Linked DNA regions of Mus musculus: all the other regions are linked to region 2. A link is a contact called in public HiChIP or PLAC-seq and promoter capture Hi-C data. All regions are on one chromosome and are shown on one strand. The core of a region is the stretch at or near the end of the contact, and the rest is flanking DNA. Distances in the headings are between cores, read along the strand shown.

Region 1 (3,033 bases), core at 222-2,721, 1.6 Mb before region 2:
AGAAAGAAGCTCTTTGTTCTCTATAGCCAGCAAAAAGCCTTTTTGTTTCTATACTGTACAACCAGAGATGCCTGCCTTCCTGTGCCGAGGACACGGAGATAAAAATTCAGAAAGAACTCACTCCCCACACCTGCCTTGTAAATTTCACCAAGGACACCCAGAAGAGAAGAACTCTTCCCAGCTCTCCTCCCAACTCTTCCCAACACCTCTCCCAATTCCTCAGCTAGCTGTTAAAAGCCCCCTACTGTCACCACTCGGGTCGAACTCCCCTGCCCTGCACTGTGGAGGGACTTCGTCCTCAGCTAGCTGATAATAAAACCTCTTGCAGTTTGCATCAGGTGTGGTTTTCTCTCGAGATGTTGGGGTGTTGGCCAGCTCATCCCGGGACTTGAGCAGAGGCCCAGCATCGGGGGTCTTACAGAACTTCTTAAAGTGAGACCATCTTAAAGGGACCCATACCTAAACACGGAAAAAAACAAAACAAAACAAAGCAAAAAAAAAAAAAAAAAAACCAAACCAACCTAGCTGTTTCAGAAAAATTGTTCAACTGTCACAAACTGAATTACACTGGAGAAGTCAAGTCTTTGAGAGCTTTCTCCCTAGATTATAAATAAGATATTTCTCCAAGTTTTCATTTTTTATGTTGTTTTGTAATCCAGGTGATCTTAAAAATATGTTTGGTAACGCACACCTTTAATCCCAGCACTTGGGAGGTAAAGGCAGGCAGATTTCTGAGTTGGAGGCCAGCCTGGTCTACAGAGTGAGTTCCAGGACAGCCAGGGCTACACAGAGAAACTCTGTCTCGAAGAAAAAAAAATTTTAAAAAAAGCTTGGGTGTGTGTTCCCAAGCAAGCAGTGACTATTGTAGGTTAAGAAGCACGGGTCCCATAGCTCACGTTCTCTTCGAACTTCTCACCACCTCCTAATGATGAATCTGTTTCTCCTTCACATCCCCAAGCCATGGATGGACTTTAAACATTTCATAATTTATTTTTAAATGGTGCCTTGAGCACCCCAGCCTGCTAGTACAGATTGATAATCCCAGTTACTCAGGAGGCTGAGGCAGGAGGATCACAAGTTCCAGGCCTGCCTGGATTGTAGAGGGTGCTCCAAGACAGTCAATGACCATCTGGGCCCGAAGTATAAGGAAGACAGGTGATGCAGCCTAGCGGTAAAGCACTTGCTTGGCGCTAGCATGTCCTGTGTTCAACCCCCAGAGCATGATGCCCTAAAGTGTAGGCGTTTCCTGCTATAGGGCCGAGAGAATAAATGGTGGTGCTTGGGATCACAGGTTTCGGGGTTCGAGGGGAGGTCTGTGCGGCCGCCAGCCCGGCCTGTTTCCCACCTGGATTAGGATGGATCCAATGGGGTCGCTGTCCTCCTGGGCCTGCGCCATGACTAAGGAGGGCAGAAGACACTAGGCTCCGGAGGTATGGCCTCCTGCGGAGCGCTCCTAGATGGTGCGGGCACCCGTCACCATAGCAACGCGGCGCGCGCGACCGGCGCGCTCCACTGGAGGAGCGGGGAAGGGGGGTGTGAGGGCCAGCCGGAGCCTCGGCTGCCCAGCGCGCGGCCCCGCCCAGCGCGCGTGCCCGGATCATCTCCCCCGCGTGCCCGCTGCAGTGGTACGGCCCAAGGCGGAAGCAGCGCCGGCGCGGAACCCGCTCTGCCGCAGCGATGGCTGCCGGTGTACCCTGCGCGCTGGTTACCAGCTGCTCCGCCACCTTCACCGGGGACCGGCTGGTGCAACGTGAGTAACCCGACGTCTGAGCCGGGCTGCAAGGCCCAGTTCAGAGCCATGGGCGCAGGGCCGGCGACCTCTCCCGGGCTCTGCCCGAGCTGGGCCCTAGGCTCCGGCTCCTCCGCAGGTCTCGGCGCCAGGCGCTTAACCTTCTGCCTGTGTAAAGTGAGGCCGGTTTCTGACCTCCCGCCTCAGGGGTGGTGGCAAGCACCCCCTAAGATGATATTCAAGACCCCGGAAATTGTGCTCTTAGACGAATGTAAGGCGCTGGAGTTGCGGTGTTGTGTTTGGGGGTTATGCCCCTGCTGCTGGGGTAGTGGTTCCTCTTGTGAACTGAAGTGCTCAGCAAAAAAACAAAAAAACAAACAAACAAAAAATGCACGCGCGTTAGTGTTCTGCCAGGATGATGGACTGACCAGAACTCCTGTGATTGTGGAGAGCTGGAATTTTAATAACTGTAGCCAGATTCTCGTGGACTGTCTCTAGTCTCCTTCTTAGCCATTTGTTGCCCACTTCTGTGTCTGACCTAATATCCTCTGACTATCAGGTAAAGTCCTTTTGGGAATAAGCAAACAGACCCCCTAGCTTCCATCAACCCAAAGGCTAAGAATTTTATCAGTTGGTGTCTGAGGCCTACAGCAAGGGCTTCCACGATGTGCTGTAATCCACCAACCTGTTGTTCCCCTCAATGTATTTTTAGAACATCCTGATATGTAGCTTTGTTGTTCCTATAAGAACACCATGGAATTGTTATTGCCACGTTGGAACATTTGACTTGAGGCACCCCTGATTCCTGTTCCCTTTTCATGATCCCTCATATTTGGCTCCAGAATAAACGCTTACTCCCTTAGAGATGAGAGCTGTGGGCGTTCTTGATTCCCTCCCCTTGATTGTGTGTGTGTGTGTAATGTACATACATGCATACTTGTGTGTACATGATATTTGTTGGGTGCCCCCTCACTTGCAGTTACATTTCTTGAGTTCTTTCTGAGGTGAAAGTTCCCCGGAAAAAAATGAGTTTGAGGTGTTACTGCACCCAGTGCTTTTGCTTCTGGACCCTAAGGGCTATAAAATTCAGGGTTTTGTTTTTGTTTTTGTTTTGTTTTTTTTGCCTTTGTTGTGCATACGCGAATATACGTGTGTGTGTGTGTGTGTGTGTGTGTGTGTGTGTGTGTTTTCTGCTTTTTAGTCCCACTGCTCTGTGCATACTGAGCGTGGCACTCTACCTCAGAGATAAACCCCAGCCCCACCCCAAAATGAGCTCTGAAATGTAGGTCAGAGAGACTAGTGAG
Region 2 (3,362 bases), core at 832-3,331:
TCCTCTGGGAGAGCAGCCACTAACGACTGAACCATATCCCCTAACCTAACCACATCTCCAGCTCCTTTATTTTTAATTATGTGTCTCCACAGAGCTAACATGTACTCCACATGTGAGGGCACTGCCCATGGAGGACAGAGGTGTTAGAGTCCATGGAAGTGGAGCCACTGGCTGTTGTAAGCCTCCAGATGTGGGTGCTGGGAACTGAGTTCAGGTCTTCTGGAAGATCAGGAAGCTTTTTAAATCACTGAGCCATCTCTCTGGTCCTTCATTCATTTTTTTAAAGATTTATTTATGTTTGTGAGTACACTGTAGCTGTCTTCAGACACACCAGAACAGGGCATTGGATCCTATTACAGATGGTTGTGAGCCACCATGTGGTTGCTGGGAGTTGAACTCAGGACCTCTGGAAGAAGAGTCAGTGGGTTTTTTTTTTTTGTTTTTGTTTTTGTTTTTTAAACGGTATTTTTTTTTAATTAGGTATTTTCCTCATTTATGAGTCAGTGTTCTTAACCACTGAGCCATCATCTCTCCATCTCATTAATATTCTTTAAAAGTACATTTATTATACTTATGTGGCAGGAGAGGTGGTGAGAAGGTTTTCTCAGAGTGAGGGTCATGCGATATGCCTCAGACATGCAGCAGGTACCTTAGGGTTCCAGATGCTCCATGGGGCCCTAGGGGCCCCAGGACTTGGGGTGCTGGAGGGGTTTTATTTGAGGTCATAGGCTCTCAGACATTTTGGTGATTCCAAATCAGCCCAGGCCTTACAACAACCATTACCATTTGGACTCCTGGGGGTGGTTTGCATCATTGTTTGGCCTGGGAAGCTCTCTAGGGTCTGAGAATATAGTTCTGCCTGTCTTCCCTCCCGAAGTCTGAGGAGCACAGGGCCAGGTCCCATTCGGATGCCCAAGAAGGGGGTGATTTCTCAGAGAGCAGAGCCAGTGTGTGTGTATGTTTATTTATCTAATTAATGGTTGTTTTTGTTTTTGTTTTTGTAAAGTTTTGTTTTGGGGTTTGTTTTTGTTTTTTTTGAGACAGGGTTTCTCTGTGTAGCCCTTGCTGTCCTGGGATTTGATCTGTAGACCAGGCTGGACTTGAACTCAGAGATATGCCTGCCTTTGCTTCTGGTGTGCTGGGACTAAAGGCGTGAGCCACCACCTCTCAGCACGTGTGGGGTCTTTAAAGGGGACTTTTAGTCTAACAATTCAGCACTGGTCTTAGATTTCTATGTGACCAGAAGGCCAAGTGCTTTTTTTCTAGTGAGGTCTTGAAGAAGAAGAGGTAAAGGGAATCTGTTCTTACATTTTTTATTTTATTTTATTTATTTATTTTGGTTTTTCAAGACAGGGTTTCTCTGTATAGTCCTGGCTGTCCTGGAACTCACTTTGTAGACCAGGCTGGCCTCGAACTCAGAAATCCTCCTGCCTTTATTTTAATTTTTTAATGTATTTATTTTATGTATGTGAGTACACTGTAGCTGTACAGATGGTTGTGAGCCTTCATGTGGCTGTTGGGAATTGAATTTTTATTTAGGACCACTGCTTGCTCTGGTCAACCCTGCTCGCTCAGTCCCTGCTTGTTCCGGCCCAAAGATTTATTTATTATACATAAGTGCACTGTAGCTGTCTTCAAACGAATTAGAAGAGGGAGTCAGATCTCATTACCAGTGGTTGTGAACCACCATGTGGTTGCTGGGATTTGAACTCAGGACATTCAGAAGAGCAGTCAGTGCTCTTACCCGCTGAGCCATCTCACCAGCCCTACATTTATTTATTTTGTGTATACGTTCACATGTGGGCACACTTGAGCCTTGGTGCAGGTGTGGAAGTCATAGGACAAATTGCTAGAGTCACTTAGCTCCTAACATATGGGATCCTGGGATAGAACTCAGGTCGTGAGGACGGACAGCAAGTGCCTTTACTCGACCAGTTGCTGAGTCATCTTGGGGTCCGGTCTTTTCCCTTCGGCAGGGTTAGGTCATTGTTCTCCCAGTGCCTGTTTTCCCGACTTCCTGTTAGAGGCCTTCGAAGGAGGAGGATCCTGGGAAATCTGAGGTCAGACATTTGAGCAATTCAGAGAATTGCGGAGGCTGTAAGGTAGAGAGGAAGGTCTTTGGGTCGGCTACAGTGTCTTGAGAAAGTATTGTGTCACTCCGACCTTCAGTTTTCCCTGGGTATCAAGTGGCTTCTTGTGTGCAACGTGTCAGCTCCAGAGGAAACCGATTTATTCAACAGGTGGCAATTCCCAAGGTGAGCGAGGCTGGCTCAACCCGTGGAGCCAGGACAAAGACAATTCCCCGGGGCGGGTCCCGGGGCGGTTTCCACTTGGGGCGGTGGCGAGGATGACTAGCAGCCGCATTGGGCACCTTTGCCCAGCACCCGGGGCAGCTGGGATCCTCCGGGACCTGTGGGCGGGCGCGAGCTGAGCAAGGGCGCGGGAAGGGGCGGGCCTGGGCCGGGTGGGCGGAGCGGCGTGAGAGCGGCGGGCGGGGAGGTAGGCGGTGGCTGCTGGCAGTGTGGGGCGGCCAGGACTGATCGGCCGGGTCCCCGGGGTACTACCCACGCCGGGTGCAATAGCGACAACTCCATACCGGGGACTCCGGGACTGGCGGGACCCGAGAGGCGACTCTCCCAGATCCCGTGTTTCCCCGCACTGAGCGACCGTGCCCAGTGTCCTGCAGAGGACGCTCGCCGGCGCGTTCTCACCAATGTCAATTTGTCACCCCTTTGCCTAGCTCCACCCCCCGGGCTGGAAAACCTGGCAGCAGACGGTCTACGGTCCCCCGGGCCCAGGCCCCGCGCTGCCCCTCCTTGTCTCCTCCCGGCCACGCGCTACGAGCCCGGGATGCAGCTCTCCAACAGGGCAGCAGCCAGGGAGGCAGCGAGCCGCGACGTGCTGGCTGCGGACCTCCGCTGCAGCCTCTTCGCCTCGGCGCTGCAGAGCTACAAGCGGGACTCGGTGCTGCGGCCCTTCCCCGCCTCCTACGCCCGCCACGACTGTAAGGACTTCGAGGCCCTGGTGAGTCCGTCCTGATCCACCGTTGCTCGCTGCATCCTGGGCCAAGTGGCCCTGTGGAACGGCAGGCAGGAGCAGCTCCACCCGTGTTAGAAAACACGCCAATTCCCTGGACTTCCCACCCAGCCTGGCCTTGGGGAAGGTTCCCATCAGCAAGAACACTCCTAAACACCCTCGTGCAGACACACTGCCAGGTCATTCGGTGGCTGCTTCCTTTTGTCAGTGACTTAATCCCAGGAGTGATGGAATAGCTACATAGTCCTCCACAAAACGCTCTAGTGTGGCCCTAAAGGGGCGTTGATCTGAACCAGCTGTTCTGCCTAGATAAGAAGTTGTCCCTC
Region 3 (3,147 bases), core at 466-2,965, 1.5 Mb before region 2:
GGGTTCCTGTGGACAGATGTTGTTTTGTGTCTTACTATCAGGGCTGGCAGCCCATACACAGCTGCCTTGAGCAGGTGGCCAAGGATGGAAGCTACCCCTGCCTAGACAGGTGATGACCTCTACTATCGTAGGCCTTCTTTCCATCCCTCTGCAGGCAGAACGCCCCCGCCCCCCCCCAAACATCCCCACCTGCCCCTCATCTGGAATCAGTCTTTAAAGGTGTTTGAGAAGAAACAAAACCAGAAGACTAAAGTGCTCTCACCGCATTGCCCAGACGCGGGTATGCTCTAGAAGGCCTTGGGAGTGAAGTCACTGACCCCTTCCATCAGCCATCTGTGAGCTCCCGCCGGACTCCTCTAGCCCGATGGGAAGGATAAAGGAGGTCAGGACAGATGGCAAAGCGCTTTGGGAAAATAGGCTCTACAGGAATGCAGGGCCGATGGGAGGCCAGCCCTGGGGTGTTTTGTTATCTGCCTGGAGCTGCCTGCTCCATTCTAGGCACCCGCATACTCTGGATTAAAAAGATCGCAAATCAGCAGGGGTGGGGTGGAAAGAGGGAAAGCCCCTACTTTCTGCCACTTGTTTCTCCCGCTTCAAAGTCGGTGCTCTGCTCTCCAACTAAGTGCGTGCGTGCATGCGTGCACAGGGGGCGGGAGGCTGGCACAACCAAATCTAAAAATACTCAGTAAAAATGCTAATCCCAAAGCAAAGAAAGAGCGAAGAAGGAATCTGTCAATCAACGGGCTCCCGCTCCTCACCCACAGCTGTACCGACTGCATTCCTGTAGACGAGGAAAAGAAGTGGGGGAACAGAGCTGAAGAAAAGAAAGGGACACACGCCACCACCTCCACGAGCGCGGGGCGGGAGGCGGCGGAGGAGGAGGGGCTCGGCCGGCAGAGCCGAACAAAGCGGGGCCTCCACTTGGAGCCCGAAGCCCCGAGAGTTGGGGGGCCAAGCTCAGAAACACCCCTGCTGCCCGGAAGCAGCTGGCGACCCTTGAGGTCTAGAAGCCAAAATGCTGCACGGAAGCCAGGTCTCTGAGGCTAGGCAAATCCGAAGGTTTTGTTTGGGGTCCCTCCACCCACTCCCCGTCCCCTACAGGCGCGCGCACACACGCGCACACGCCCTCCCTCTCCACCCGGGCCGCGCTAGGGGGCTGGGCCAGTGCGCCCCCAGCCGCTCTGGGACCCCACCTGGGGATGGTAATGCACTTGGTGTTCACGTTCTGCGTGGTGATGGCCTTCTCCAGCTCGTCCAACTGCCCCGTCTTCTTGAGCTTCTTCACCAAGCTCTTGACCGCCTTCTCGCACCACTTCTCCTCCTGCCCGTTCTGCTCGCCCTTCTTCCAACCCAGCAGGCGCTTCACGATCGGGGGGGTGAAGGGCAGGATGGACGACATGGCTGGCACCGAAGGGTCACCGGCGCCCCCGGCGGGGCTGGGCGCACTGGGGACGCCGGGGGCGCTCAGAGGCAGCTCGGCCCGCGCCTCGCCCGAACTTCGCTTTTAACTCTGGAGAACTTGCCCGGGCGTCCGGGCCAGGACTGCGGCGCTGCAGCTGCGGGGATCGGGAGCACGGCGGCGCCCGAGCTGCTCCACGCGGACCGACGGACTGACGGGCAGGCCCCGGACGCGCGGGGCGGAGGCGGCGGCCGCGAGACTCCAAGTGGCAGTAGAAAGTTTGGGTTTCCGCACGGGGTAGCTGTTTGGGTGCCGCCTCCGGGAAGGAAAGTCCAACCCCCAGCCAAACTTTGCTGGCCTGGATGGCTTTGGTGCGCAGATCCCTCCGCCTCTGCAGCGCTGCTCCTCCTCCTCCTCCTCCTCTGCGATCGCCGCCTTGCAGGGCCAGCCAGGGCCGAGCAGCCGCGCTACCCGCTCCTCTCCCGCCCGCTCCCAAGTCTACGTTTCACGCAGCTCCGCGTGCAGCCTCCTTCCCAGCGCAGTCGCCGCCCCCTCGCTGCCGGGGCTCCCCGCTCCTCCCCCGCGCCCTGCTCCGGGGAGGACCCGCGGCCTTCCCCGCCCAGCGCCGCCAAGCGCGCCCACGTGGGCCACCGGGTAGGGCGGCCGCCAGCTCTGCCAAGTGCCGAGGGACCGGACTCCTGGGGACTCGCCGCCCCACAGACTCTCAGATACCGTTGCAGGAACTAGAGAGGATTAGACTCACAGGGAACAGGCACTGTCCGTCAAGGGCTGGCTGCACTCCGGAGAGGACTCGGGCGCGGTGAGGGGTTCAGAAAAGCTCCGGGCCCAGGAAGTTGGGGCACGCTGATCTCGCTCAGTGGCCAGAGCTGCTTTAGGTGGTTTTTTGTTTTGTTTTTGTTTTCCTGCTGGGTGAGATCAGAACGGCCGACTGCCTGAGACTGCGGAGGAGGGAGTTGGAAAAGGGGAGAGGGAGACTTAAAAGGAGTTAAGAGACCTCAGTGACAACTTGAACAATAGCTGGAGCCAGGGGTCCCTTGGGCCCAGTGAACCAAGCTTTTTGCAGAAAACGGGCCTCAAAGACATCTGTTGCGTTCCTGAAGGAATGAATGGGGGTGCTTTAGGATTTTTCTTTGGAGGAGGGGAGAGAATTAACATTTCAGGGTGTTACTGAAGTTCCGAAATTCGACACCAAACAAGTAAGAGAGCTTTTGTTTACAAAGCAATGAACTCGCACACACAAAGAGCAAGCCGGAGAGGACTCGAGAAGTTTATTCAAAGTTAGCCTAGGTGGGAAGCCAAGAGAACCTGACTTTGAGTAGCCCTAGGGGCTTTACTGCAGACTAGACGAATTCAGGGCTGGTTGCCCACGGTCCCTCCACGGATTTGGGGCGTTACATTAGACCCTCTGCTCCTTTATCCTGTTTCAGCCTCCCTATCAGGCTAGCCCAGATGCTTAGAGTGTGCTTGGTTTTGCGCACGCGCGAACACACACACACCTATTTCTCTCCCGTGGTGAGAAACAAGTTATTTGCAAACCAAGATCCGGTGCGCTTTACGAAGCCCTATGAAGTGTGGCTCGTCCCACAGAGTCAGCCCTGAAGCTTCAGGGGCCCCCTGCTCTGTCCTCGAGGCTGCCCCACCACCAACCGCCAGCGGCAGCTTGTCAGGGGTTGTGGTTTCCCTCCTTCCACCTCCCTGGTAAGTCCTGAAAGGAAGACCCCTGAGGC
Region 4 (3,022 bases), core at 429-2,928, 1.7 Mb after region 2:
GGTCCTCTGTAAGAGCAGCAAATCCTCCTAACCACCATAGCAACTTTCCAGCCCCTTTGACATACTTATTGTCAACACACTAGTTCCCCATTACTTGTGGATCACCTGGAAAGCCATTTGAAAAATGCTTTAAATAAGCTAGTATTAGAGGCCAGACAACCAAAAAGCTGATGAGTGAGTGGGCCACTGGACTGCAGCTATTTAACAAAGGAAATAATGTTAAGGTCATCCTACTGAAGGTTTAAAAGCAGTTTTGATGTGTTCTTCAGTTTACAACTTAAAGATCCTGTTTACCTGCACACAATGTCTTTTACTGAAGATACAAGAGCAGCTCCCAGTGAAGAGTGAGAAATTTTTTTCTTGAGTCAATTAGAAGTAATTGGGAAATATACAGTATGTTATGATTCACCTACAAAGTAATTAGAATCAAAGGAAACTACACAGGGAGGCAGGCGGAATGTACAGTCAATCACTTGGCTTGGATGTTACCAACTACACGAGCTCAAGAATTTACAAAGTTGAGAAACTTACTGCTGCTTCCCAAGACACGGAATAAGGCGGTGAACAATAAATTTCTTCTAACCACATCATCTCCCAAAGTCCCCAGCCCCTTTAATTCCTATAAACACTCAAAAGATTTTTAACACCCCGTAGACATTACTCCATCATTAGTCACTTTTTAAATCTCGATTCAAAGATGTCAAGAGAAAATGGAAACCAGCGTTCCCAGTTACTAGGGAAAGTCCTGAGCCCCGCGTTTTCCATTTCCTCTCTGATCTCTCAACCCCTGCACTGCATCCCCTGCTTCCCCTTCTCCTTTCTAGTTAACACTCAGCTCGCCTTCACTTTCTCCACCAAGTAGCCTCAAGTCGCCCTCGGGTCCTCCTGAGTCCTTCTCCCACCTACAATCTTCTGCATTTTCTCTTGGCATCTCTGTTCACACCTTTAGAGTCAATGTCGTTTTATCGCTTGCCTCCTGATCATTCAGTCAGTCATTCCCCTCAATTCCCTGTTGACCGCCTCCTAGTCTCACTTCTCTTGTCCCTGGTGTCCTCTGCCCCTTTACTTCATTTGAAGCCCCTCTTTGAGTCCTCAAACCTTCATTTCCCTCTTCACATTTCCTTCCTCTTTCCTGTCTTTCTAACCCACGTTCGTATTCACTCTCCCTCCCCTCCTTCTCTTTCCGTACGATTTCCTGTGTTCCCCCGACTCCGTCCCTCTGGGACGCCGCTGCCGCCGCCGCCCCGGAGCCCCCTCGTGTCCCCAACACCCCTGGTTTCCGATTGCTCCGGTTCCCTTTCGTCCGTCCGCAGTTCCGCATCCCCATCCGTCCCTTTCAGCCTCTCCGGCTCTCACTGCCCTCTCCGCGGCCCTTCGGGGTCCCCTTCTCCGGTCGCCAAGCCCTCGCGTGCCCTCTCCCAGGCCCCCAGGCACCCGCCCCCCTCGTCTCAGCTCCCGTCCCGGGCCGCGGCCGCTCCCTCACCGATGGTGGAGATAAAGGTGGTGTTGAAGGCGTCCTCTGAGAAGCGGAACAGGAGGCAGGTCTTGCCAACGCCGGAGTCGCCGATGAGCAGCAGCTTGAACAGATAATCGTACGTCTTCGCCATCTTCTCACTCCGGCCCTCTCTGACCGCCAAGAGCAAGGAGGCGGTGGAAAGCAGCGCGGAGGGGGGGCCTCTGGCGAGGGGGCGTGTCTGCCAAGCCACCCGCGCCCCGCCCCGCCTCTCGCCCCACCCTCTTGAGGCGACAGGCTCGCTCCTCCCCGTCCCAGCCAATCTGCCCGCGCCTTGTCATCACCCTCCGCCCCGCGAGGCTTTATGGGATTTGTAGTACTCTGGGAGAGCCGCGGGCGTGCCTCGCCCAAACTGTCCGAACAACCTCCCTGGATAACAAATCTGAGTGATGTAGGGTGGTGTGTTAAGACTTTCCATCCTTACAGGGAAAAGACGCTTCGTTTCAAACTCCTCTTCTTTTGCCAAGGGAACTTGACTTTGTTGTTTCTTTGTTTATGGGCATCTTTCAAATCCAAGACCTCGGAATCTAAGTCCTGCAGTTCGCTCATCTACTTGCCTGAACCCGGAGCTCGGCAAGCTTTCTTTGGAGATGCAAAGGTTCACGAAGTCTGTGAATTAGCTGCAGAGTATTACCCAGCCTCTCCCGTTCCCGCCCATTTCCTAGGCCCCCTTCCACAGCCCTTCAATTATAGAGCTCAAGGAGTGATGTTAGCGGGCTAATTTCATTCCCACTTGTGCCTTCTGAACTACAGGCCACAGCCAAATGCGATGATCATTTTAGAGGCTCTGCTTCATAGATACCGCCTCGCGCACCGCGGGAGGATGAATTCTTGAGAAAGAAAGAAAGAAAGAGAGAGAGAGAGAGAGAGAGAGGGAGGGAGGGAGGGAGGGAGGGAGGGAGGGAGGGAGGGAGAGAGAGAGAGAGAGAGAGAGAGAGAGAGAGAGAGAGAGAGAGAAAGAAAGAAAGAAAGAGAGGAGAGGGGAGAGAGGGGAGAGAGGGAGAAGAGAAGAGAAGAGAAGAGAAGATAAGATAAGAGAAGAGAAGAGAAGAGAAGAGAAGAGAAGAGAAGAGAAGAGAAGAAAGATGTGGGAAGGCTTGTGCTACGAACAGCTTATAAAATAGCGCCACCTGAGACAGGTGACGGGAACTTTGGCCATAGAAGATGTAGAGATTTAGATTTGGATTTAGTCTTTGCTAAGCCACTTCACAGCTGTGTGAAGTCTCACAGGCTTGACACGTCTCAGTTTTCTCATCTGTAAAGACGAATGAAAAACAAACTACTTCATAGGTTGTAGTGAAAATTAAATACTGAGTGTGAAAGCACTTTGAAACTTGGTAAGGTGCTGTGAAGTGTAGGTGTTAGTTGCGTTTAAATTTATCACTCCTCAGGAGGCTTTCAATTAATGGGTGGCAAAAGGAAGGGAGGAAATAGCACTTTGATGTATTCAATTCAAGCCTTCATTATTTATTACCCTAGACTAATTCTTTATTGTTCAGTGCTCTTTTA
Region 5 (3,449 bases), core at 547-3,046, 1.2 Mb before region 2:
GGCGGCGGTAAAGCTGTGGCAGCCGCACAGGGGTTTCAGCTCCACTGCGTGCTGCAGGTCTGGCCAGCGGAAGAGGCGGCCGAGCAGCAGCTGCGGTGGCGCGGGCTGGCCGCCCAAGCGGAGGTCGGCGCGCGGCACCAGCACGCAGCCGCCCGGTACGCCGCCTCGGGACTCCACAGCCTCCAACAGCGTGTCCAGCGAACGCTCCTTGAGCCTCTTGAGCAGCGAGTACGTGACCGTCTTGAGCTCCTGCTCCAGAAGCAGCAGTCGCGAGCGGGCTTCGCGACTCCGAGGCCCGCCGCCCTCCTCCGGCTCCGGGGACTGTCTGGCTTGGGGATCGCCAGAGTCCCGGGGCGCGCCTGCTGCGTCCCGTTCGGAGAAGAGACAGCAGGTCACCGTCTCGCAGTCACTCTCAGGCAGCCAGCCTGGGCCTCCAGGCTCCGCCACATCCAGCGGGGAGCCCCCAGCCCCGGCCCCCGACTCCGACACGGGCCTCGGGAGGCCCCCTGTGCGCCGGCGCCTGCCCGCGATCGCGGCGCCTCGCGGTCCCACCGCGTCCCGGGGCCGCCGCGGGGCTACCGAGCGGACTTCGGAGCGGCTGCAGCCTCCGCCCTCTCGTGCCCGCGGGGCAGGCTCAGCTCGGCTGCCCAGGCTCCCATCCTCGTCGACACCACCGCCGCCGCCGCTGCCTTCCTCCCGATCAGGGACCACACGACTTCGCCAAAGTCGCCGCACCAGCCCCGAACGTTTAGACCTGAACATACGATACCCTTTGGCGCCTGGGGTGGTGGGAGGGGAGGCGGTCTCCGGTTACCGGGGGTCCGTTCCCTCAACGAGGCGCCGGCTGAGCGGGCCGCAGCCCCACATGAAGCTCTGCCGCGGGGCGCCGTGCAGACCGCGCACAGCCTGTCGTCGAAGGGGCACCGCAGGGCTGCAACATGAGGGAGCTCGCGCCGGGCCAAGCCGGGCCGGGCCGGGCCGGGAACACGCGCGTGTTGAGCCTCAGTCCGCGAGGGACCAGCGGGCTACATGGATCACGATGGGCCGGGACCGCTCAACTCCAGCTGCTTTGGAGCCTTAGGGAAGCCACCAGCGAAACGATGCTAGAGACACCCTGCATGGGCCGGCGAGCCTTCAAAAGTTGCGCGGCTGGTACACGAGCACAAAGCGCTTGCGTCGTGCCCCCAAATGTGTCTGCACAACTCTGCCTTCAAAAGCCAAGCTATGCTACATGGGCTTTCCCTGCAGGATCCGAAACTAAGGCTTGTGGATAACTCCCATATCCCTGCAACAAAATAAAAATAGAAATAAAAGCAAAGCAAGAAAAAGGTCCCAAACAAAACTCAAAATGCTTGGATTTTGCACGCACGAAAAGCAATTCCGTCTCAGGTCCCGGGCGCTCGGTGCACTTGGGGCAAGTCTCTCCTGAACGCGGGTGTCAACACATGAGTGGAAGCCGGAAAAAAAAAATCCCAAAGAGCTGCTAGGAATCCTTAATTAAAAATGCAATCCACCGAAGCAGAGGTCGCAGCCCGCCCCACGCTGCGCTGGGTCGCTTCGGGCGCCGCGGCTGCCGAGGTCGCCCCCCCCCCCCTTCACCAAAGTGCCTCCTGGTGGCCCCGCGGTCCCAGCGAGGTTTGGCGAGGCAGCGCCCGGCGGCTCTTTCTCTGGACTCAGCTCCCTCGCTCGTTCCCCCTCTCGGCGCTCTCTCTCTTTTTTGTTCTCCTCAAACGCACACTGAGGGCCCCCGGAGGAGCGCCGCGGAGTCATTGGCTGCCTCCCATCATATGCCAGTCTAGACACTTTGGCGGCTCCGCGGCGCTGATTGTTGCGCAAACAAGGTTTCAAGTTTCTTAACTCTTAAAGGAGAACACGTCCCATTGCTGAGCCCGAGGCTCCGAGGGGGCTGGTTCCCGGGGCGGGCCGAACGCGGGCCCCCGCCCCTCGCCCGCCCCAGCACCCCCGCCCCGAGGCTGACAGTGCCCGCGACTCACTCTCAAGCTCACGTCGTGCCTTGGGCACGGATACCAGCCGTCCCGCACACGCGCTAACAAACACTCACACCCTGATGCCCAGCTCTGCTGGGTGAACCCACCGCGACCCGGACTCCGAGGCGGCCCTTTGCCTCTCTCTGGCTTGTGCCCAAACTTGCAAACGCGCATAGCACTTTAGAGTCAGTCCAAACCCCCAGCCTCAGCGCGGGCTAATAAAAATGGGCGTGTGTGTGCGCCTTCCTGCCCTCCGTCTCTGGGGAGTTGGGGGGCGGCGGCGAAGTTGGGATAGCGGGTTTCTTCCGTGTCCTATGAAGGCTCCACGCACCCCCTGCCCAAAATTAGGGGTCTCTCCGCCTAGGCTACACTGGGGGGCGGGTGATCGAGGGAGCTCCAGGATAGCCCGAGGTGGGGACTTGGACAGGGTGGGGTAGAGGCAGGAGTGCTCTTGGATGGCTCCTCCTGGTCGCCCCGGCTCTCCCTCCTGGCGTCCTAGGCTCCTCTCAAGGCCAGGCGCTTTCTTCTCCCTTCGAGGATTTACCTTATGCCCCTTCGAGAGTGATAGAGGGGCGTGCTTTCCCCAGTTATGTTTCACTATAAAAACGGGGGCAAGTTGGGGACAGACTTGGGGACCCGGCATGGGAAGGGTTAAGGCCGCTCCTGCCCTGGAGCCGGCGCGGCGGGGTACCTCCTCGGGCGTGCTTGCTAGTCCGAGGGTGGCAAAAGTTCAAGCTTGTAAAGTCAGGATTGGCCCCGCGCGGAGGGGAAAAAAGGCCTGGTTCCCCCTCCCCCTCCCGGGCGTGGCGCCGATTGGCCCAGCCGCAGGGCCGGCCCCGCCCTCCCCTGGCGCGCCGCGGCCCCACCCCCGGCGCAGCACCACGCCCCTTTCCGGGCAGGAGCGGGGCCCCGAGCTCAATGAAAGAAATTCCGCTACTCTCATTGGCCTGGGGCTTGACGCCGCACCCCGCGGGAGGCGGAGTGGGGAGGATGGGGCGCGGACTTGTGATCCCCTTTAGGATACCTGTGCTCTGGACTGCTGTAGCGAAGGTGGTGTGCAAGTCCAGGAACGGGTCTGGAAGTGCGCTGGGGGAAGGGTCGTGTGTGTAGGAAAGATACAGACTACTTCCCTGAGTCTTACCTGGAGCCAGGTACTCCAGTGCTGCAGGGCCGATTGTCACACCCACCCTTCACTATTTTGGCCAAGGTGAATATGAGTAGCTGTCCTGGCCTTGGTTTCTCAAGATTCTAGGAAATCCTTACTAATAAGTGCATACATCAAAAGTGGGCAAGAAGCGCCCACACAAACTTGTCTTTTAGCTTCCGTTCATCCCTGAAGAAGTTGATGATCCTAAAACGCAAAGAGAGCCTACAGGATTGTGCACACCCATGAGTACAGCACTTGGGAGGTAGAGGAAAGAGAATCAGGAGTTCAGTGCTCTCCTGGGCTACACAGAGACC
Region 6 (3,424 bases), core at 64-2,563, 1.6 Mb after region 2:
TACAGACAGAGAGCAACACTCCGAAGATGAGCAGGTAATTCTGTACTGGTCCATCTCTGTTGTCAGTAATGACTCTCACTAGGAACCAAAAAACGGATGACAGCAGGAGAGACACCAACCAGAAGAAAGCACTGGAACGTAGAAGGAAAAAAAAAATCACAAGTTAACAGAAGCACAGGCTTAATAATGACTTTAAATCAAACCTGCTTGAGCTACAAATCATTTTTAGTAAACAATCCTCACAAAGTGATGTTTTAGATCAGAATTTTTTTTTTCTCCTAGTGAGACAAATAGTCCAAGAGGAACGTCAGATGTGCTTAACAAGAACGATTCAGTGACCCTGTCGCGTGCACGCTAGGGCACTATCTGTCAAGGACTAAGAGGCACTTGGTTGCTGACTATTTTTCCTAAGAGATGCTTTGTGTGCTATAGAAATATACAACCAGTGACAGTTGCAAATTTCATATCCTCAAAATTCACCAGAAAATATAAGTTTAATGGTTAGATATTGTCAAGTGTCTTTTTCTAAAAGAAAATGAATACCTAACGCCTGCATTAATATAATGGAAAGTTCAGAAGCTGCAAACTTCGGGCAGGTGCAGCGAGACCAAGACCACGTTCACCAGCAGAGTTCCGGTATTTACCAAGCTCCCAGGAGGACATGCCGCCTGGTCAGTTGTTACTGTGTTTTCTCGAACTTTCCTCCTTGACTGCACCCAAACCATTACCCAGGAGTCTACAAAGAAAATCTGAGCCTGAATAGTCTGCACAGACATTCTGAGTCCGAGGATTGATGTGAGGGTGGGGGGCAGGGAATAAACATCTGATCTCCAGGTGACTTTAATGGCAGAGAGTAGTGATAACGACTCTTCGATGCTGCTCAGCACTGAGGGAAATGAGAGATTCCTACAGAAAGACAAAGGCTTCATGCAGGAATCTATCTGCTTGTTCCCACACTCAGCCAACAGAAGCCAAGGGGCGCCTGCTTAGCCTACGGGCCTGCTCTTCTCAGACCCTCCCAGGAACAGTTCCAGCCCTGGACCGCACCACAAGCTGGAGCCCCTGGGAGATGGGGATCCCGGGGTCGTGGGAACCCAGGAGAGGGAGGGAACCCGCGGCGTCCGGGACACAGCGCAGCCTCACCCGGCGATGAGGAAGATGACTCGCAAAGGGTCGGTGGCGATGGTGAAGACATAAAGAGCGAGCGCGGGCCCGAAGGCGATGAAGGCGCAACCAAAGAACACCGCAGCCGTCATGACGACCTCGGGAGCCAGTCGCGGGGGCCCGAGGGCCCTGCAGTGCCCAATGGACAGCGGGTCCTGGATACGGGGCGGGGCTGGGTGGCGAGGCTCCGGTGCTCCGTCAGAGCAGTGGACGAGGCGGAGCCCGTGAGGCGGGGTCTGGAGATGCCGAGGGCGGGACGGGGCTCGAGAGGCGGAGCCTTCGGTGCCCTAGTCAAAGAGGCAACAGGAGGGAGCTTCGGGAGGCCAGGCCTGGAAGAGTTCCATAGCCTATCAGAGTGGACGGCAGAGCGAGGGTTGGCATGCAGGACCTCGAGGTCCTCTAGTCACACGGGACAAGGCAGGGTTCGGGAGTTGGGGCCTGAGCTGCTCCTTGGCCTGTAAAAGCGGGTTGCTGGGCGGAGCTCGGCAGGGGACTCGAGGTGCTCCGAGGGCAGAGGAGGGGCGTGGCTTCGGAGCACAGATCCTGTCAGAACAGGGAACGGAGGTCGGAAGGCGGAGAGCCTGGAGGAGTCCCACGCCCAGTCAAACCGGAGCCAGGTCGGAGCCTGGGAGGCGGGGCTTTGAGTCGCTCCCAGACCTGTCAGCGCCTGCAGAGCGAGCTCAGAGCGCCGCCCTACTCCAGCCAGAGCAAGCTCAGAGTGCCGCCCTACTCCAGCCAAAGCGAGCCGAAGTTCTGGAGACCTGGTAATGTAGTGGGCGGGGCTCCGAGGTGTTATAAGTGTAGTCAGAGTCAGCCGCTCCAGACATTAGGCCTAGGGTTTGTCCCTGCTCAGTTACTGATGGAGTTTTGTTCATCACCTTGAGCCCCACTGTTCCTAGGCTTAGCTTTTATACCTGGATTACATGCTGATGGAGAAAGAATATAGAGGTGAAAGCTGTAATACTTGACATATATATTACAAAACCTGATGCATAGAGAAATGCCAGAATCCATGTAAAAAACACATAGAATTCTTCCCACCCAGAGAGCAGCCTTTCCCGGTCACATATCAGTAGGGCTATGAAGGGTTATGCCAGATGAAGAGGTTTCTGGTCATCACAAACCAGAGAAAATTCCAGAGCAACCAGCAGAATCTTCATCTTCCTAGTTCTTGTCTTCCCTCATCTCCAGAAGTTAGAAGTGGGTCAGTTGTTAGAAATAAACTGACTTGACTTCACTCTTTAATTAGGTTCACTCTAATAAGGTTCTTTTAGCCCGATGAGTGGAAAACTAATTATTGTTCTTTAAGAGACCTTGGTGAAATGTTTACGGTCCTAGGTGTTAGGGATAGTGTGTTTGATCTTGTGTCATTTATGAGTGGGTTTGCTTTTAAATGAAGCTTAGGTTGAACTGGATGAACCTAGTACATAGACGGGCAGAGTCCACATGCAGCATTGCTAGGACAACAACATTTTTCTATTCTCCTATGCCTTGTTCCTATCTACTTATTAACACCAAGTATGCTGAAGTTACTTTTATTAATATAATATTTTCAATAATTTGAACATATATACAATGTATTTTGGTCATATTTATCCTCTTTCCAGATTCACCTCCATCCCCTACCTGCTCCCAACTTCATGTGTTCTTTTTTTTCTCTTAAATTACACACTGAGTCTGAGTCTAATTTGTATTGCTCATGTACGTCTGGCTGTAGGGACATCCATTAGAGTGTGGTCTACCTCCCAGAAGCCATGCCCTCGAGGAAAGCTGACTCTCTCTGAAAAGCCAAGCTGTCAATCGCTTCCCAGTCAGTGTTTGCATCTTATGAACTTCTTCCTACTCTGCGCTAGAATATTGACGAGCTTCATCTTGTGTAGGCAAACAGGGCTGCTCTAGGTTTGTGAATGCATTTTTTTTTTTTAATGAATGCATTGGTCCTGCCAAATCTAGAAGACACTGTTTGCTTTGCTCCACCCTGGCCTCTGGCTCAGACCATTTTTTTTAAGATTTATTTATTTTATGTGAGTACACTGTAGCCATCTTCAGATACACCAAAAGAGGGTGTCTGATCCCATTACAGATGGTTGTGAGCCACATGGTTGCTGGGAATTGAACTCAAGACCTCTAGAAGAATAATCCGTGCTCTCAACCAGTGAGCCATCTCTCCAGCCCAGGCTCTTACAATCTTTATACCATACCATCACTTCTATGATGTTCCCTGAGTTGTGTAAGGGGGCGTGATACAGATGCCTCATTT
Region 7 (3,088 bases), core at 223-2,722, 1.7 Mb after region 2:
AGCAAACTGGGAATGTAACTCTTTTAACACCTCAGAGCTGGCTTCTAGGGACATATTTTCTGCAATGAGGCCACACCTCCTAAGCCTCCTAAGCCTAAACCGCACCAACTGGGTCTCAAGTGTTCAAATGGCAGAGACTAGGGCAGGCATCTCATGCAGACTGCAGCCTTAACTGTACTCGTCAAGTAACCACAGACCATGGACATTGAGACATTGGAACTTCTAGGACCATTATTTTCCCCGTACACACATAATAATTTACATAGTTATCTATATCACCATATTTAGTATTGACTTACAGTTTATTCATTTTTGGTGTTCCAGAGATGGCCCCATATGGCTGAAGATGATCTTGAATTTCCAACCCTCCTGCCTAAACCCCAAGTGCTGGATTATAATAAGTGTGCCCCATACCCCTAGATGTATCCAGTGCTGGAAATCAAACTCGGGGTTTCTTACTTACTGGGTGAGCACTCCTCCATGAGGGAATGCGGTGTTTTAATTTTCTTCTGCTTTATGCAAATTGAGTATTATACATCTTTTTTTTTTCCCCAAATTGGTAGGACAGTCTTAGGGTCAAGCTTATAAATGGTGTATGTGTGTGTGTTTAAGCCAGGGGGTCAATATCAGGTTTCTTTCTTAGGTGCCACCTACCACGTTTTCTGAGACAGAGGCATATCAAACACAGCAGCAAATGGGATTTGTTTAAAAAACTATTTCAGAGCAAAGCAAACCGGAGGTGAAGCCTATCCGGTGCAGAACTTCAAGTCTCACTCCTTAGAAGGCACAGACACAAGACTAGAAGTTTGTTTCACAACCCGTCAGTGGGATCTTTCTAGTTAAAAATTATTTATTTAGTGGTGTTAGGGATTTAACCTAAGGCTTCATGAAGGCAAGGCAAGCATGCTATTAGCTGAGCTACACCTCCAACCCCAAAATCAGATTTTTAAATTTAATTATGAGTGTGTGTGTGCGCGCGCGCGCATAGGGAGTGCAGTGCCATAGAGATCAGAAAAGACCTGCAGATCTCCCTGGAGTTGAGTTTGAGGCAGTTTCGAACCGCCCAGCTCGGTTCTGAAAACCAAACCCAGATCGTCTGCGGGAGCAGTACACAGTCTTAACCAACACACACTCTTAAGCGCTGAGCCAGCCCCCTCCCAGGCTCGCCTATGGTGTTTGTAATACAGCGAAGAACAAAGATTATTGTTCCGTGTGTCCCCCTGTCCGCTGCCCCGCACAATGAACAGGGGAGACCAGGCTAGTTGCAGCCTCGGGTCTGGTTTCCCTCTAATGCCTAATGCCCGGGCCTCCGAAGCCCGGCCTGGGTGCAGGGCGGAGTCGGAGTTTAACGCAGAAGCCATTTAAATGTCCCTCATTGGACTTGGCCCGGCGGTCAGGGCGGGAGCCGTACCACTGAGACGGGAGCCTAGAGCGGTCGCCCCCGCCTCCACTCCTCTCCACTCCTCCCCGCCGCCTCTATCCCGGAAGTTGCTGAGGGGCGCTCGAAAGCGAGCAGTTCGTCTCGGCGACCTGGAGCGGCCGCGCTTGCGGAGCCGTCACCATGCCCGTAAGTTTTTGACTTTGGGCTCGGGCTTGCTTTCCTTCAGGCTTTCTGTTAGTCTGGCGCCTCGGCAGGCGGCTAAGCCCGCGGCGTCTCTTGCTCCTGCGGGCCGAGGCATGGCGGGCTTGTTGAGACTTGTCCGGGCGACACGGCGCGGCATGGCGTGGCGGGCCCTGTCCGGGCTCGCGTGAGTGGCCAGCCCGTGGGGTGCAGCTCCCAGCTCACCATGGGCTTCAGGGTCACTAACGGGCCTCGCAGCTTCCGACACGTTCACTCCACCCCGGGCGAGCATGCCGCAGCCCTGTGCTGGCCATTGGATGTGGAGCCCCGGGGCTGAGGTCATCCCGGCCTTGTTCTGATCTGCTGCGCTGCGGCTTCGGGGAGGCCCGAGCCAGACGCTGGTTTTTACTTAGCTTTGATGGCTACCCAGCCAAACGACAAAGGGGTTCTCTCTCCCATATGCTGCCCGAGCGCTGTAAAGTGCCAGGAAAGGACTGGCAACGTGTGGGTGAAAGTGGTCCTATCTTGAAAAGTTAGGGTCTTAAGTACCCCCTCTGCGGAGTGTGCCTGTTGCTCCTGCTTTGCGTTCCTCGTGTGATTCGGGCTGCCACCCGTGTACTGTGACTCCAGTAGTAACAATATGTTTCCTTCCACAGCTGGCTAGAGATCTGTTACACCCTTCCTTGGAGGAGGAGAAGAAAAAACATAAGAAGAAACGGCTGGTTCAGAGCCCAAATTCTTACTTCATGGATGTGAAATGTCCAGGTATAAAATTTCAAATTTCCCTGTCCTAAAGGACGTTTCAGGAAAGATTCACACTTTAATAAGTCAGGATCCACTGTTGACTAGAAATGACATTACAGAATTGTCATAAGGGTCATTTTAAAGAAACATACTCAAACCTTTGTAGAAACATATGGGAGCCAGGTAAAGGATACGTTGACTTAAGTCTTTAACTTAAGATGATCATTAAGATGATGAATTTTCTTTTTTGCAATGCAAATAAAATATATGTTGATTCTTCATTCTCAAACTGCTGTCTGATGTGTTTGCTATACCATATGTGTCTGTTTAGTACTTAACATGTGGAAATGGAAACAGAATTTAAGAGTAAAACACTACACTGAAGCTATAACTTGAAACAGATGACATGTCTGTTACATGCTGAAATGTTAACGGTTCTGGAATACTAAATTTAATGTTTCACCTTAAAAAAAACAAGTGACTTCTAGAATAATTATTGTTTACAGAATTTACAGGAAATTCTGTTAAACTTAAGTTCTGTTAAAACATCACTTAATATATAAATGACAAGTACTTTACATGCTATCAAGAAAAATGAAGAGCTGGGGCTGTGTTTTCATCTGCTTTTCAAGTTTTTAATGTATGGTTCCCCTTCCTTCCCTTTCTAGGTTGCTACAAGATTACTACAGTTTTCAGCCATGCACAGACTGTGGTTCTTTGTGTGGGTTGTTCAACTGTGTTGTGCCAGCCCACAGGAGGAAAAGCCAGGCTCACAGAAGGTAT

What was found. Promoter capture Hi-C pulls out the DNA fragments that hold promoters and counts their contacts. HiChIP or PLAC-seq counts read pairs in DNA pulled down with a chosen protein or histone mark.
Region 1: a promoter capture Hi-C map of erythroid cells shows a contact between it and region 2, with 4 times the contacts expected there. The contact joins the promoter of Iqch here to the promoter of Parp16 in region 2. A contact is called at or near these places in 3 of 39 promoter capture datasets (erythroid cells, liver and pre-B cells) and 1 of 115 datasets of contacts at active chromatin or transcription factors (microglia).
Region 3: an H3K27ac HiChIP or PLAC-seq map of thymic regulatory T cells shows a contact between it and region 2, with 6 times the contacts expected there. The contact joins the promoter of Smad3 here to the promoter of Parp16 in region 2. A contact is called at or near these places in 1 of 39 promoter capture datasets (liver) and 1 of 115 datasets of contacts at active chromatin or transcription factors (thymic regulatory T cells).
Region 4: a promoter capture Hi-C map of erythroid cells shows a contact between it and region 2, with 5 times the contacts expected there. The contact joins the promoter of Rab8b here to the promoter of Parp16 in region 2. A contact is called at or near these places in 2 of 39 promoter capture datasets (erythroid cells and pre-B cells).
Region 5: a promoter capture Hi-C map of pre-B cells shows a contact between it and region 2. The contact joins the promoter of Smad6 here to the promoter of Parp16 in region 2. A contact is called at or near these places in 3 of 39 promoter capture datasets (cranial neural crest, liver and pre-B cells), 1 of 115 datasets of contacts at active chromatin or transcription factors (pancreatic cancer cells) and 1 of 9 other capture datasets (adipose tissue).
Region 6: a contact with region 2 is called in a promoter capture Hi-C map of pre-B cells. The contact joins the promoter of Aph1b here to the promoter of Parp16 in region 2. A contact is called at or near these places in 3 of 39 promoter capture datasets (the HPC-7 cell line, liver and pre-B cells).
Region 7: a promoter capture Hi-C map of erythroid cells shows a contact between it and region 2, with 5 times the contacts expected there. The contact joins the promoter of Rps27l here to the promoter of Parp16 in region 2. A contact is called at or near these places in 1 of 39 promoter capture datasets (erythroid cells) and 1 of 484 Hi-C or Micro-C datasets (B cells).

The regions. Positions count from the first base shown.
Region 1 is chr9:63,601,022-63,604,054 of GRCm38.p6, forward strand. It overlaps Iqch (IQ motif containing H), which reads right to left and starts at 1,472. Exons shown (of 22, transcript NM_001311098.1): 1 at 1,346-1,472. The coding sequence starts at 1,396. It overlaps Aagab (alpha- and gamma-adaptin binding protein), which reads left to right and starts at 1,625. Exons shown (of 10, transcript NM_025857.3): 1 at 1,625-1,750. The coding sequence starts at 1,678.
Region 2 is chr9:65,212,609-65,215,970 of GRCm38.p6, forward strand. Parp16 (poly (ADP-ribose) polymerase family, member 16) reads left to right here and starts at 2,082. Exons shown (of 7, transcript NM_177460.4): 1 at 2,082-2,255; 2 at 2,741-3,024. The coding sequence starts at 2,851.
Region 3 is chr9:63,756,279-63,759,425 of GRCm38.p6, forward strand. It overlaps Smad3 (SMAD family member 3), which reads right to left and starts at 1,716. Exons shown (of 9, transcript NM_016769.4): 1 at 1,194-1,716. The coding sequence starts at 1,399.
Region 4 is chr9:66,918,027-66,921,048 of GRCm38.p6, forward strand. It overlaps Rab8b (RAB8B, member RAS oncogene family), which reads right to left and starts at 1,679. Exons shown (of 8, transcript NM_173413.3): 1 at 1,484-1,679. The coding sequence starts at 1,607.
Region 5 is chr9:64,020,263-64,023,711 of GRCm38.p6, forward strand. Smad6 (SMAD family member 6) reads right to left here and starts at 1,797. Exons shown (of 4, transcript NM_008542.3): 1 at 1-1,797. The coding sequence starts at 762.
Region 6 is chr9:66,794,110-66,797,533 of GRCm38.p6, forward strand. It overlaps Aph1b (aph1 homolog B, gamma secretase subunit), which reads right to left and starts at 1,314. Exons shown (of 6, transcript NM_177583.4): 1 at 1,144-1,314; 2 at 1-131. The coding sequence starts at 1,256.
Region 7 is chr9:66,944,614-66,947,701 of GRCm38.p6, forward strand. Rps27l (ribosomal protein S27-like) reads left to right here and starts at 1,473. Exons shown (of 4, transcript NM_026467.5): 1 at 1,473-1,567; 2 at 2,218-2,326; 3 at 2,974-3,084. The coding sequence starts at 1,562.